Regions from separate parts of the Sus scrofa genome. Here regions 1 and 2 are each linked to region 3. Evidence: chromatin contacts called from public HiChIP or PLAC-seq data. All regions are on one chromosome and are shown on one strand. Each heading gives the region's core, a stretch centred on a gene start, on an enhancer-like site or on the middle of the called end of the contact. The rest is flanking DNA. Distances are from core to core; before and after follow the strand shown. Region 1 overlaps LIMCH1 (LIM and calponin homology domains-containing protein 1). Region 2 overlaps LIMCH1 (LIM and calponin homology domains-containing protein 1). Region 3 overlaps LIMCH1 (LIM and calponin homology domains-containing protein 1).

Region 1 (3,993 bases), core at 236-2,735, 170 kb before region 3:
CCCGTCTGCTTCTCCATATCTACTCATCTGGAGTTGACTACGCTCTCCTTCTTATCCAATCCAGTACCTGCCTCAGGAGTTCCCATCATGGCTCAGCAGTAATGAACCTGACTAGTATCCCTGAGGACTCGGGTTTGATCCTTGACCTTGCTCAGAGGGTCAAGGATCCAGCAGTGCCGTGAACTGTGGTGTAGGTCGCAGATTCGGCTTGGATCCCATGTTGCTGTGGCTGTGGTGTAGGCCAGCAGCTGTAGCTTTGATTTAACCTCTGGGAACTTCCATATACTGCCTGTGTGGCCCTAAAAAGACAAAAGAAAAAAAAAAAAAAAAGCAGGTGCTTTGGGAGTTGGAGACAGACCTGGTTTACTAAGGGACATAGAGGCTGATGAGTACTTTAGGGAAATCTTAGAGTATCTGTGTCTTGAGATTTGGACATGGGATTGGACTTAAATAAGGAGCGAAGGCATTCCAGAGAGCGTAAATGGCATGAGCAAATGCAAAGAGGTGTGGATGTGTGTGGCGAATTCACACAGGGATAGCAGATTCAAGCTGGTACTTGAACTTGGGGCAGGGGCAAACACGTAGAAACCTTTGAATAAAGACTGCCCCATGCAAAGAGGTTGTTGGGGATCCCCTAGCTTGGTGAGGGATGAGGGGAAGTCAGAGGGGAGGGAACAAGGGCCTGGGATGGAACTAGGGCCTGGAATGGAAGGACTTGCTCGGAAAGAAAGAGAGGCAATTCTTTGCTTAGAGGTAGAAAAACAGGTGCCAAGATTAGAGAAGATTCTGGTAGCTCCTGAGATTTTGGAGAGTGATTTTTTGTGTGTGTGTGTCTGAGGATGTTAGTGTTTCCAAAATAAGACATTGTTTTGAAAATAAAGATGGAAGACTAGTCAAGTCTAGGGGTGGGGGTTTGAGTTGACAGTAGAAATAGTGGAAGAGTCATGATGTCAAAAATAACAGAAATTAAAGAAGAGCAACAGTGAAACCTTAACTCAGATGAAGAAATGTGTTTTGAGCTCCTATCATATCTTAGATCTAACTCCTGAGTAAGAAAATATTTTTGTATCCTTTTTTTCTGTTTTGTTTTTGTGAATTGTGCTAATGGTGAAGTTTAAGCACCATGCCTCGTGACTTCGGGCAAGGTGAAGCTTTATTTTAGATGCTGACTCACTTTGAATTGGTTTTTAATAAATGTTCTAGGATGGTGGAAAGATCTGGGTGGAACAATGCTTAATATTTCAAAGTGAGCCCTTGAAAATCTATTTCTGCTTCTTAGTAATAGGATCTCTGAGGCTTGAGAATTATTTTTGAACGGGTTCACTGATTCTCGGAGGCCCTGCTACCCTAGGTCTGTGGAACTGGCAAGGAATTTGACGTAATTGCTTTTGCACCTGGCATTTGATGGGAATTGTTTGGGGAATCACTTAGTCATATAACTAAGAAATAGCTAGTGTTTATCCTCTTAGAGATTGGATTTAATGGCCAAGTGCCTTGATTTGATCCTGTCTATGGTTCAGAGCTATGTGATTGTTAAAATTCCCGACCACTGTGTTCCTCAATTAAATCGCAAGGTTAAATAAAACATGTGTGTTTTGCATCTATATTTTGAAGCAGCCTGTGATCTATTTTTATGACTTATTGATTCCAGCCTTGTGCTTTGTTCTCTAGCGCTGCACACATCCTTCCTTTCTTCCTGCCAGGGTGAGCTCACCCTCACTTTGGGGGAAGCCTTCCCTCTTTAATAGCCCACTCTCGCTTCATTTCACTTCTCTGAACACCTATACGCAAGTGCACTCGTAATTTTTCTTTCCTTAACTTCATTACAACCTGTATACGTTATATGGTTCGTTGTTAAAACCCCCTTCATAGTTTAAAATATTCTGCACAGAGAGGGCAACTCTGTGGGCAAAGGGTGCCCTCTTAGAGTCCCCCCCACCTTTTTTCCCAGGAGAATCAAGAAAAAAACCTTTATTGTTGCTGCTCAAATATTAGCTCTTCTGCTTGTGTTTTATTGATTTTATTTATTTATTTATTTTTTGGCTGCTCCTGCGGCATTTAAATGTTTCCGGACTAGGGATCCAGCCCAAGCCACCCTAGTGCCCGTGCCAGATCTTTAACCACTAGGCCACCAGGGAACTCCTAGCTCTTCTGCTTTTAACTTTTGGTAACTTATTCACATTTTTTAAGGTACCAGGGAATCCGATACAGTAGAGAACAAAGAGCCTGTGTGAGGGTCTGTGTGGTCCCCCCAGGCTGTGCATTACCAGCTTGCTGGAAAATCAGTTTCCTGATACACATTCTGCAGAACATGGGTCCCACTCCCCGGAGATTTTCTTGCAAAGCAGTCTTGGTACAACAGATCAGGAAGCACAGTTTTATCCCCCACTGGGGGCTCTCAGTGCACCGTAGCATATTATTGGCTCTGAGAAACTCAAAGTTGAAAAAAGACAAGCCATTTTTTAAACGTAGCATTCCCCAAACTTACTTGACTGTGGAGCCTTTTTTTTCTACGTCACATTTCTTCACATCCTGAGGAACTAGGATTCAGTGAGACATCCTTTGGGAAATGCTTCTGTCAAGTATTTCCTGTCTTAGGCAGGCCAAAGAGTAAATGTGAAGGCCAATCTTCATGAACTAACAATTTAATCTCCCTAAACACATGGTGTGAAAAACAAGTATTGTCTTTGCCTCTTAACTCCTCTCAATGCCATAAAATGATAATTCAATACATTTTAGTGTAAGCGGATTTTTTTTTTTTTTTTTTTTTTTTAATTCCGAGAGGGCGAAGAGGAAGTGTGGGTTATCACTGCCTGTTCTTTGAGATGCTGGGTCTGTCTCTCTGTCTTTCGCAGGTTTGTCATTGTGTACAATGGCTTAGCCCAGTCCCATCCCCATCAACACGTTGCATAATGGATGAGGCTAAAAAGCCTGAGGCGGCAGGTGTTCTAACAATTAAAAAAAAGAAAGAATAGAGCTGTTGATTGTTGCAAACAGCATTAGTCTTCACTTTCTCCCTTTTGCAAACAACAGCTCTCTGTGCCAATCAGCAGCAAGATGGCAGCTGGTCTGTCTTGCTATTCAGCTTGTTACCCCCCGAGCAGTGTGGTTAAGATGCCCCTTTGGACTGTTGGTTTGTTTTCTGGCTGCACCCTCAGCATGTGAAAGTGCCTGGGGCAGGGATCAAACCCAGTCCATGGTAGCAACCCATGCCACAGCAGTGACAATGCCAGATCCTTAACCTGCTGAGCCACTGGGGAACTCCAAAAGTAAACTTTTTACATTTGATTTGATTTTAAAGGTTTGGGAAAGGCTTTTTTTTTTTTTTTTTTTTTTTTTTTTTTTTGAGCCTCACCCTTGGCATATGGGAGTTCCAGGCTGCGGGGCCAATAGGAGCTGCAGCTTCTGGGCACAGCCACAGCCATGCCAGATCCAAGCCATGTGTGCGACCTACACCACAGCTCATGGCAACACCGAATTCTTAACCCACAGAGTGGGATTAGGGATCGAACCGCAGCCTCCTGGATACTAGTCGGGTCCATTCCTGCTGAACCACAATGTGGACTCCTGAAAGGCCTATTCTTAGGATTAGAGTTCCTGATCCAATTTTCCGGAATCTAGTGGAGACCTTTTGCTTCTGTTTTGTAATTGCCTACCTATAGCCAGGAATCAGAAACAGCTATCAGAAAGGCAATAAATAGGTTCATATCATCATAGTAGTTGTGTCTTTCTATAAGATGTTGCCTTTTATAAACAAGAGTGTATACAAGTTTAGAAACATTTATATAGTTATATGCTTTGTTTTCAGTTGTTATATGATAATTCTCCAATGTCATGGATATTGTAATATGTTTAAAACACATTAAGTTAACCGTTAGTCTCATGATGTGTATGTAATACAGATTGTGAGTTTGCAGAAGTATTTGGGAGCCAGGTTGTATGGCTCAAGGGAGAAGAGAATGTGTGTCTCCTCCTCACACTCTGCGGTCAGTG
Region 2 (3,979 bases), core at 215-2,714, 240 kb before region 3:
TGAAATACCTTAATGGCCACTCTTCCTCAGTTCGCTTTATTTTTTTTTTTATGAAAAAAATTTTTTTATTGTTATTTCCCCAATATGATTTTTTTCTACTGTACAGCATGGTGACCCAGTTACACATACATGTATACATTCTTTTTTCTCCCATTATCACGCTCCATCATAAGTGATTAGATATAGTTCCCAATGCTACACAGCACGATCTCATTGCTAATCCATTCCAAAGGCAATAGTTTGCATCTCTTAACCCCAAGCTCCCAGTAGTTGAGCTTTAGAATGTTACCTCCAAGGATTTTGTTGCTTTCCTTCCCTGCTGTATCCCAAGGCCAGGAAGAGTGATCAGTATACATGTGTTGCATGAATTAATAGGTGATTTGCACCAAGGGGCCAATTATATTGAAAAGGGGATACCTTTTAATGCTAGCATCCCACTCAGTGCAGTAAAAGGCTCATCCTAAGATATCCTCGTAGAAACTCCCTGTGGAATCTGTGTAGCTGGATTTCTCTAACTTCATGCAAGTATAACACAACTGCTGTGTGCGGTTTTGTACTTATCACAGGCTAACGACACCTATTACTATCCCATTTCAGAAATGAGGAAACCGAGACTCCGACTAGTCAAGAAACTTGTCCAAATTTCTTGTCAAATTTCTCACAGCCAGTACTTCCTGCTGACTCTCAAAATAGGCACATTCTCACATTAAAATTGTTGGCTTTTCCATTTTTTCTCCTGTTGCTAACTATGTAGTATCTATTTGCTCTGAGCAAAAGTAGGGAATGGATAAGAAATAAAAACTAAATAGGGTTGTTTCTTGTGTGAATCTATGGAATCAAAAAGAATAGTCGAGTCAATAGATGTTGCTTTTGCCTGAAATAGCATCTTCACTTTGTTTAGGCCTTTCTTAAACATCTGTGATGGTTTGAACTTTTGGGAGTTCACTTGGACTGCACTGAAGGTAAGCTTCCAAGATGGAACAATTGTTGGGCCAACAATTATTGCTATGGAATCTTCTAGCACTTAAATTGGTCCTGATGTTTCTCTGATAAATTCCAAGAATGATCAGCAAATTGGTCTTCGAATTAAGGATTTTCACTTTAGCTGCAGGAACCAATGGCCCAGAATAATTTGTCTGCATCTGTATCCTGATTAAAAGTGTTTTATGGCATTTACTAGCTCCGTCTTGGTCAGCATGGGTTGTGTAGGTCAGTATGGGAGAGTGTGCTTACTTCAATTGGGGAACTTTTCTTTTTTTTTTAATTGCTTAACCTTGGAAACTTGCCTTGCAATCCTGTGATATGACTTCTTAATCTTGTAGTGATGCCAGGCCTTGGCTTATTTTTCATGCCAAATTTAAAAAAAAGCAAACATTGTTAGTAAGCAATGACATTTGATTCATTATTACTCATGAGCATCTGAAATCCACGGCTTGAATTTTGAATCAGTGCATTAGGAAATATTCAGCAAACAACCTTCCTTGGGGCTCCTCTGGGCCTAGAACGTCAAGGGGATTGATGCTACTAGTAGACTATTTCCATTATGACATTTCAGATTTGAACAATACACAATTTAGGTGAGTCAGAAAATGTATCCAGGGATAATGAGTAATAAACGGGGAACGGGTAAATATTGACTGATTTGATTAATCTTTATAAACAATTTAGGTCTCCTTGCTGTCACTAAAAAGCTGTCATTTATACCTAAATGAGGAAGGGTAAAGATTCGATAGCTATAAATTGGTTGAGTTTTTGTTCAGAAATTGTGTTGAAATTAACCGATGGGCGGTTCCTATAAATTATGTCATAATACAGTACCACTGTAGTAATCCTTTAGAAGTCCATTCTTGGCTCTTTTCCTTCAATAATGTTGCCAGGTTTTACAGCTGCAGTGTAATTTGAAACAATGTGAAAATTGCCCTGTTTACTCATTCCGATCAGAAGGGCTAATGTTAAGTTAGTTTTCTTGTTACGAGTTGATTGAGGGGAGTAATAGCCAACTTGATTCCCTCTTCTGTGGTACTGTGCTTTTTATTAGTCTAAACATTATAAAGTTGTGTGCAACTGTTTATGCTAAAATTCAACAGGGGTTTATCCTGGATTTTACTTACTTTTTCCCTCTTTTTGTTATTTTTAATTTTTGTCTTTTTAGGGCCTCACCCATGGCATGCAGGGGTTCCCAGGTTAGGGGTCGAATCAGAGCTGTAGCCGCTGGCCTATGCCACAGCCACAGCAACGCCAGATCTGAACTGCATCTGTGACCTACACCACAGCTCAGGGCAGTGCCAAATCTTTAACCCGTTGAGTGAGGCCAGGGATCGAACCTGTTCTCATGGCTCCTAGTTAGATTCATTTCTGCTGAGCCAGGATGGAAACTCATTTCCTCTTTTTCAAAAATTGACGTAGAGTTGACTTACAATATTACATTCGTTTCAGATGTGCAGTATAGTGATTCGGTATTTTTTATACATTACAAAATGATTACCACTAAGTCTAGTTACCATCTGTCACCACACAAAGTTATCACAATACTGTTACTATATTCCTTATGCTCTGCATTACATCCCTGTGACTTATTCTTTAACTGGAAGTTCTGGTCCTTTTAATTAAAGCCTTTCCTCCAGTGCAGTTGCTTTGATTTAAATTCCTTAAAAATGAAAGAGGAAAAAAAATCATGATGGTGTCTCTTTAATCTGCTTTAGAATAGCTAAGAAAGAGTATTGTGTTAGGAATTGCTGAAAATGGAGCTATGGAAGGGCTTTATATCTTAGGCTACCAAAATCCTTTTATGTAAACCAGAAAAAAAAAAATCAAATTCTGAATGAAAGCACAGGGAAAAAAAAGACAGGGCTGATTTAAGCAGAATAGCCCAAAGGTGAATGCATTTTGACTGTATTGCCTTCCAGAAAGAAGGGAGGTGGTGATTCAAGGCCCAGTTGATACCTTAGACTTCCTTGGGAGGCCGTGTTTATGATCCCAGGGCCTGTAGATAGCATCTGACACAGCATTTGATTCAGCTCTCCTGTCTTGGTTAACTCAGCCTTAGCATTCTCACTACAGCTTCTCTTGGTTCAATTAAGATTTGCATCATCTCGGTTTACTTCTGCTCTTCCATTAGGGCCTGTGCTATTGGTGTGGCCGGAAAGAAAGATTTCTTACAGTTCCAATTGCTCTTGCTTTTATCAGTGGTTCCTCTTTGCCTTCCCCTGAAGAATCTGCCCTCAAACCACTTTACGTCTCGACCTGGTTGTGATAGCTCTGCTTGGCTGCACTTAAATAAAATGTGATGAAAAAGAGAAATCCTTGTATCCCCTACCAGACAGGCCTCCTCTTGATGCTGTCAGTCACTGCCAGCTGCCTCCTCCTTCATCCTTGGGATTCAGTGAGAAGTATTTGGGCCCCAGACATTTTGGGGTTAAGTTATGTACTTCTGTTTCTGCTACAAACTTGGTTCATGAGCTTGTGTAGGTGTGAGTTAGCCCATCCCTGGACTAGTGAGCAGTTTCTCTGATTTTTCCATACTTATTGCAAAACTCAAGAGAATTACTATCCTCTTTTTGTTGGACCACGAGTGTTTTTTTAAACCACTGTTGATTTTTTTCTTCTCTGTAGGAACCTACTTATAGCCAAGGGCTCTTAACCAGCTTTGTGCTCTGGACCCCTTTGATTGTCTGGTGCAGCCTGTGGACCTTCTCTCAGAAAGATGTTTTAAATGTATGGAATAAGGTAGATACATGGTACAACAAAGGAAACCAGTTATATTGTAATAAGTTGTAAAAATATATTTGTGATATAGTAATATATGTGTTTTTTAAACTAAATGAAAAGACAGTGGTGGCTCTAAGAACTACTATAATTTTAAAATATTGATGATAGTTGAAGTTTTTTTTTTTTTTGCTATTTCTTGGGCCGCTCCACGGCATATGGAGGTTCCCAGGCAGGGGTCTAATCGGAGCTGTAGCCACTGGCCTACACCAGA
Region 3 (4,203 bases), core at 596-3,095:
CTATTGTAGAGCACAGGGAACTCTAGCCAATCTCTTGTGATAGAACATGAGGAAGATAATAAGGGAAGAAAATGTATATGTATGACTGGGTCACTTTGCTGTACAGCAGAAATTGACACAACATTATAAATGGACTATGTTGAATACAAAAAATTACAAAATAAATGTGATCGTAACTACAAAAAAAAACCTGAAAACACCTATATCGAAGAAGGTGCAGCTTTGTAGATCTCAATAATCAGAAGACTATAAAAGATTGTAAAAAAAAAAACCAAAACTTTATTTTTTCAAGTTATGGAATATCATCCAAGTCTGGTTTTGATTAAGGCTGCCAGTTTTCTAGGAATTGTGGTTTTTGTCAAATGCATGCGGAAGGCACTGATTGGGGTTCTGGTTGGAGTTCTGGTTTGCTTTCAGAAAACTGCAGAAACTCTCTTTGATGTTATTTGTGCAAATGCATTAACACATCAGGAAGAGGGTCAGTAAGCGTGTGCTTCAATGTTGGGTTTCCATTACAGCCCATTACTCTGCCCAGAAAGGCAAAGAACAGTTCAACCATTTGCGAACGACCGTGATACATTTGGCTTTTTCTAAGCTGCCTTCTCTAAACATTGTGGGTTGCACCTAAGCCTTTTTTGTGTTTATTTTGAACAGATTCTTTCTTTGTGGGGAGCATGGGGATCTCTTCATTTCTCCTCTGAGTTTTACTCCCAATTTTTGCATTCTTTAGACATGTCAAGACTGTGGTTTCATTTTCAGAATTAATGAATATCGCTAATTGCATAATGACACTTCTCTTCCAGCATGACCAGCGGAAAGGGTTGGGCACACATACATTTCACTTGTAGTTTTTATTTCCAGCTTGGTTGCAGTGTTACCCTTCTGTCTTGCCAATCCTCTAACTTTGTATTTGGTCTTATAGATACGGACCGAGAACTCCTGTGTCTGATGACGCAGAGTAAGTTGTCTTGTATTAGTAAGAATACATTAATTACTAGCCTAAACTGCATGCTTTCAGTACTCACCACTAATTGAAATGCAATTAATGCAGCAGGGGACTGAAGAGCTAAGAGACTCGTGCAGCCTCAGAAAAGCACTTGAAGTTGGAATGCAGAACATATGTTCTGTGCAGGAGAGACGAATGAAAAAGCCACTTTAGCATGATTCTAATATGCAGCTGCTGCTTAAAACTTAACATTTGCTTTTCATAGACAAGGCATGTGAAAGGCGTTCTTGTTAGGGTTTGGAACGTTGGAAGCCCTTCTGAACTTCGGCATTGTTAAAAGGCTATTTTGCACTTGGCGTTGAATTCTTGACATGTGAAGGCTTAGAGTTCACCATGAAGCAGTCCTTCCCGTAGCCACATTTTTTTTTTGGTAAGCTGAGAAAATAAATCCTAAACCACTAATGATAGATTCAGAAGCCCAAGTTCCTCCCAGGTTGTAGTAGGATAAACTGTGGGATGCTTGAGACCAAAACGCTGTGGTTTCGTTCAAGTTCTATGGCATGGCCAGGGGTCAAGATGTCCAGCCTGACACAGGCTGCCTCTCCTTGGTCTCTGCTCCTCTCAGAGATGCAGTCCCATCCCCGGCCTCACATCCAAATTTGAGAAGCATCTACTCTCTCCCATATGGGTCCACATTGACTCCATTACACAAATGGATTTCCCACTGGCTGAGCATCCTGAAACTGATATCTGAGGCAGAAGGTTTCTCTGCAGAGTGCTAGCTTGCTCAGATTGGAGTCACTGGTGTTTTAAGAAACATGATTAATGTCTCATTCCAACATCAGTGGCCCGCTGAGCCCGCTGTCTGTCCTCTGGGAGAGGTATCAGCTGGCCTTGTGAGAATCTGGGCCAGCATAAGAGTGAAGCCCAGCATTCCCTCTGCCCCTTTGCCTGGCCTGAGCCTTAGTTCCAAGGCACGAAATGAGGAATCTAAGTAGCAGTGTAGACAAATAGCAGTGTAGACATCGTCAGGGTAGACCAGACAAATAGCACTTCCTCCAGTGACAGTGAGATCAGACCACAACTTTACTATTTTTGAATTGTGCTTTTTTCCCACGTTTGTGTTCAAGTTGTCTGCTTAGTCTGTACTTTTAGCTCGAAGCAATCTGACTCTAGGGCCAAGGCTATCAGTTTCCAACGTGTGATCTATGATTGCTTTGCGGGCCAATGCTGAGCATTCACGTCTCAAAACCAGATTCAGCCTGAGCTTGACTGACTGCACGGAGTTAAGGAGTCTATAAAACTGAGCCCTGGTTATTACTTTTAAAATCTACAGTGGCAGCATTTAACATTCCCTGAAAGGAGGATTATATAAGATTGATAGGCAAAACACTACTTTGATTTGGTTAGCAAAAACATTTTGATAGAATGGATTTACTCTTCATCATTGCAGAGCTGCCAAGCAATTTGCCTAATATGGATCTCTAAAAAAACCCTGAGAGCTGAAAGAAAAGAAGCTACACTAAAAAGAGCTTTTGAATTTCGCCTGTACCTGAATATGAAACCTCACCCAAAGTTACTGTTTTTTTTAAAGGGTGGGGTGGGGATTCCTCTACATTTATTTTAACAAGCAGCCTCAAGGAGCAGGAAGAGTAAAAGGAGCTTCTTTCCCAAAGGTCTTATCTAGGAATAGCCAAAGGGCTGAATTTCCTCCTGGAATAGACCCAATTTACATGAAACCAGTGGGAAAAACAAAAGGAAGAGTTTATGACAGGAGTGTGTTTGTTTTAAATAGAAATGTGTGATAGGTTTTGTTAATCCCCCCAGTCTCTCCCCTTTTCAAAACCTTTAAGAGCAATTATTGGCACAGTCTGTGTTTATTCATAATTGACACATTCTTAAAATACAACCCAATCAAAAAAAGATGTGCCCTTTAAGGAAAATGCAGGTCAGGGGCAGACCTACCACACAGGCAAACAGAAATTTCCGCCTCCTGGCAAGTCAAGAATGTTTCCATGGATGTATTTTCACCTTCTTGCCCTTCTTTTTGCTTCCACGAGCCTCATTTCCCAAGGGTCCCCACCGTGGAGCCTGGACACTGTGAGAGCCAGAGGCCATTTCAGTCTGAATTCTCTTACCCTAGACTTGGTCCAGAAACAATTTCCAGGCTCCCCAGGAGGTAATTTAATCCTGGCCCTCAGAAATGCCAACCCACCATGGAGGGAGACTCCTAGACCCTGCAGCCAGAGGCCCTTGTCCCACAGCCCAGGACATGGCTTATTGTGCTGAGAAGCACCAATTTAGGGCAGGTCATTAATATTCTGGAATCTAGGCTTCTCCAGGATCCCCCACCCTGTCCCCAGACATACACTTCCTTTTGGAGGCTGAGTCCAACCTCTGAATGAGGGAACATTTTCTGAATAGTGACTCAGCACATTTTCTGTCTTGTATCATCACTTCCCAACTTGCTTAGTTCCTTTATTTGACAGAGCATAAAGGGATTGCTCATAGTTTTATTCTTTCTTTTTCTGGCCACTTTGCTGGTGGTATCTGAGGAGGCAAATGAGAGTTTCTCTTTTTATGCTAACCAGCTTTTGGCCATCTTTGGGTTGAGGTAGTTAGACCTTCGTAGGGTGGGGAACAGAGATAGGAAACCAGGTCAGGGAAGGCAGTTTTGAAGGCCTTGCTCCCATCATCTTCATGCCAATCGAGGGAGATCAGTCAATACCGCCCTGGAGGAAGCTTCCTCCTGGGTCCCAGAAGAAGACTTGCTCTATGGCCAACCCTTACAGCCTAAACCAAAATTTTGTCCTTTAAAAATTATAGACGACAGTGAGCTCCCATCGTGGCTCAGCAGTGATGAACCCCACTGTATCCATGAGGACAAGGGTTTGATCCCTGGCCTTGCTCAGTGGGTTAAGGATCCAGCATGGCCATGAGCTGTGGTGTAGGTCACAGACACGGCTCAGAGCTGACATTGCTGTGGCTGTGGTGTAGGCCGGCAGCTGCAGCTCTGATTCAACCCCTAGCCTGGGAACCTCCATAGGCCACGGGTGTGGCCCTAAAAAAAAAAAACAAGAAAAAAATTAAAAAATAAATATTATAGATGACAAAGTCGAAGGAAGGGACCTCCTTTCTCTTCCACAATCTCTCGACTGTTTAGTAGATTACAAGAGAGTCCCAGCTCAGAAGGGTTTATATGTTCTAAGATCTTCATGAAGACTGTAAATTGCCTTAAAAGATGAACTGACTGAATT

What was found. HiChIP or PLAC-seq counts read pairs in DNA pulled down with a chosen protein or histone mark.
Region 1: an H3K27ac HiChIP or PLAC-seq map of skeletal muscle shows a contact between it and region 3. The contact joins two enhancer-like sites. A contact is called at or near these places in 1 of 47 Hi-C or Micro-C datasets (embryonic fibroblasts) and 1 of 2 datasets of contacts at active chromatin or transcription factors (skeletal muscle).
Region 2: a contact with region 3 is called in an H3K27ac HiChIP or PLAC-seq map of skeletal muscle, with 5 times the contacts expected there. The contact joins two enhancer-like sites. A contact is called at or near these places in 1 of 47 Hi-C or Micro-C datasets (embryonic fibroblasts) and 1 of 2 datasets of contacts at active chromatin or transcription factors (skeletal muscle).

Annotation. Positions count from the first base shown.
Region 1 is chr8:32,550,861-32,554,853 of Sscrofa11.1, forward strand. All of the region lies in intron 1 of LIMCH1 (LIM and calponin homology domains-containing protein 1), which reads left to right. Among named protein-coding and RNA genes, the nearest start is that of LIMCH1, 120 kb to the left of the region's middle. Within about 2 kb of position 1,486, at least 4 of the 83 cell types and tissues checked have an H3K27ac peak or open chromatin away from gene starts, as enhancers often do. A contact at or near this core is called in skeletal muscle, where this site is marked.
Region 2 is chr8:32,485,492-32,489,470 of Sscrofa11.1, forward strand. The region is part of intron 1 of LIMCH1 (LIM and calponin homology domains-containing protein 1); the gene reads left to right. Among named protein-coding and RNA genes, the nearest start is that of LIMCH1, 54 kb to the left of the region's middle. Within about 2 kb of position 1,465, at least 5 of the 83 cell types and tissues checked have an H3K27ac peak or open chromatin away from gene starts, as enhancers often do. A contact at or near this core is called in skeletal muscle, where this site is marked.
Region 3 is chr8:32,724,651-32,728,853 of Sscrofa11.1, forward strand. LIMCH1 (LIM and calponin homology domains-containing protein 1) reads left to right here. Exons shown (of 35, transcript XM_021101157.1): 17 at 923-958. Among named protein-coding and RNA genes, the nearest start is that of PHOX2B, 120 kb to the right of the region's middle. Within about 2 kb of position 1,846, at least 10 of the 83 cell types and tissues checked have an H3K27ac peak or open chromatin away from gene starts, as enhancers often do. A contact at or near this core is called in skeletal muscle, where this site is marked.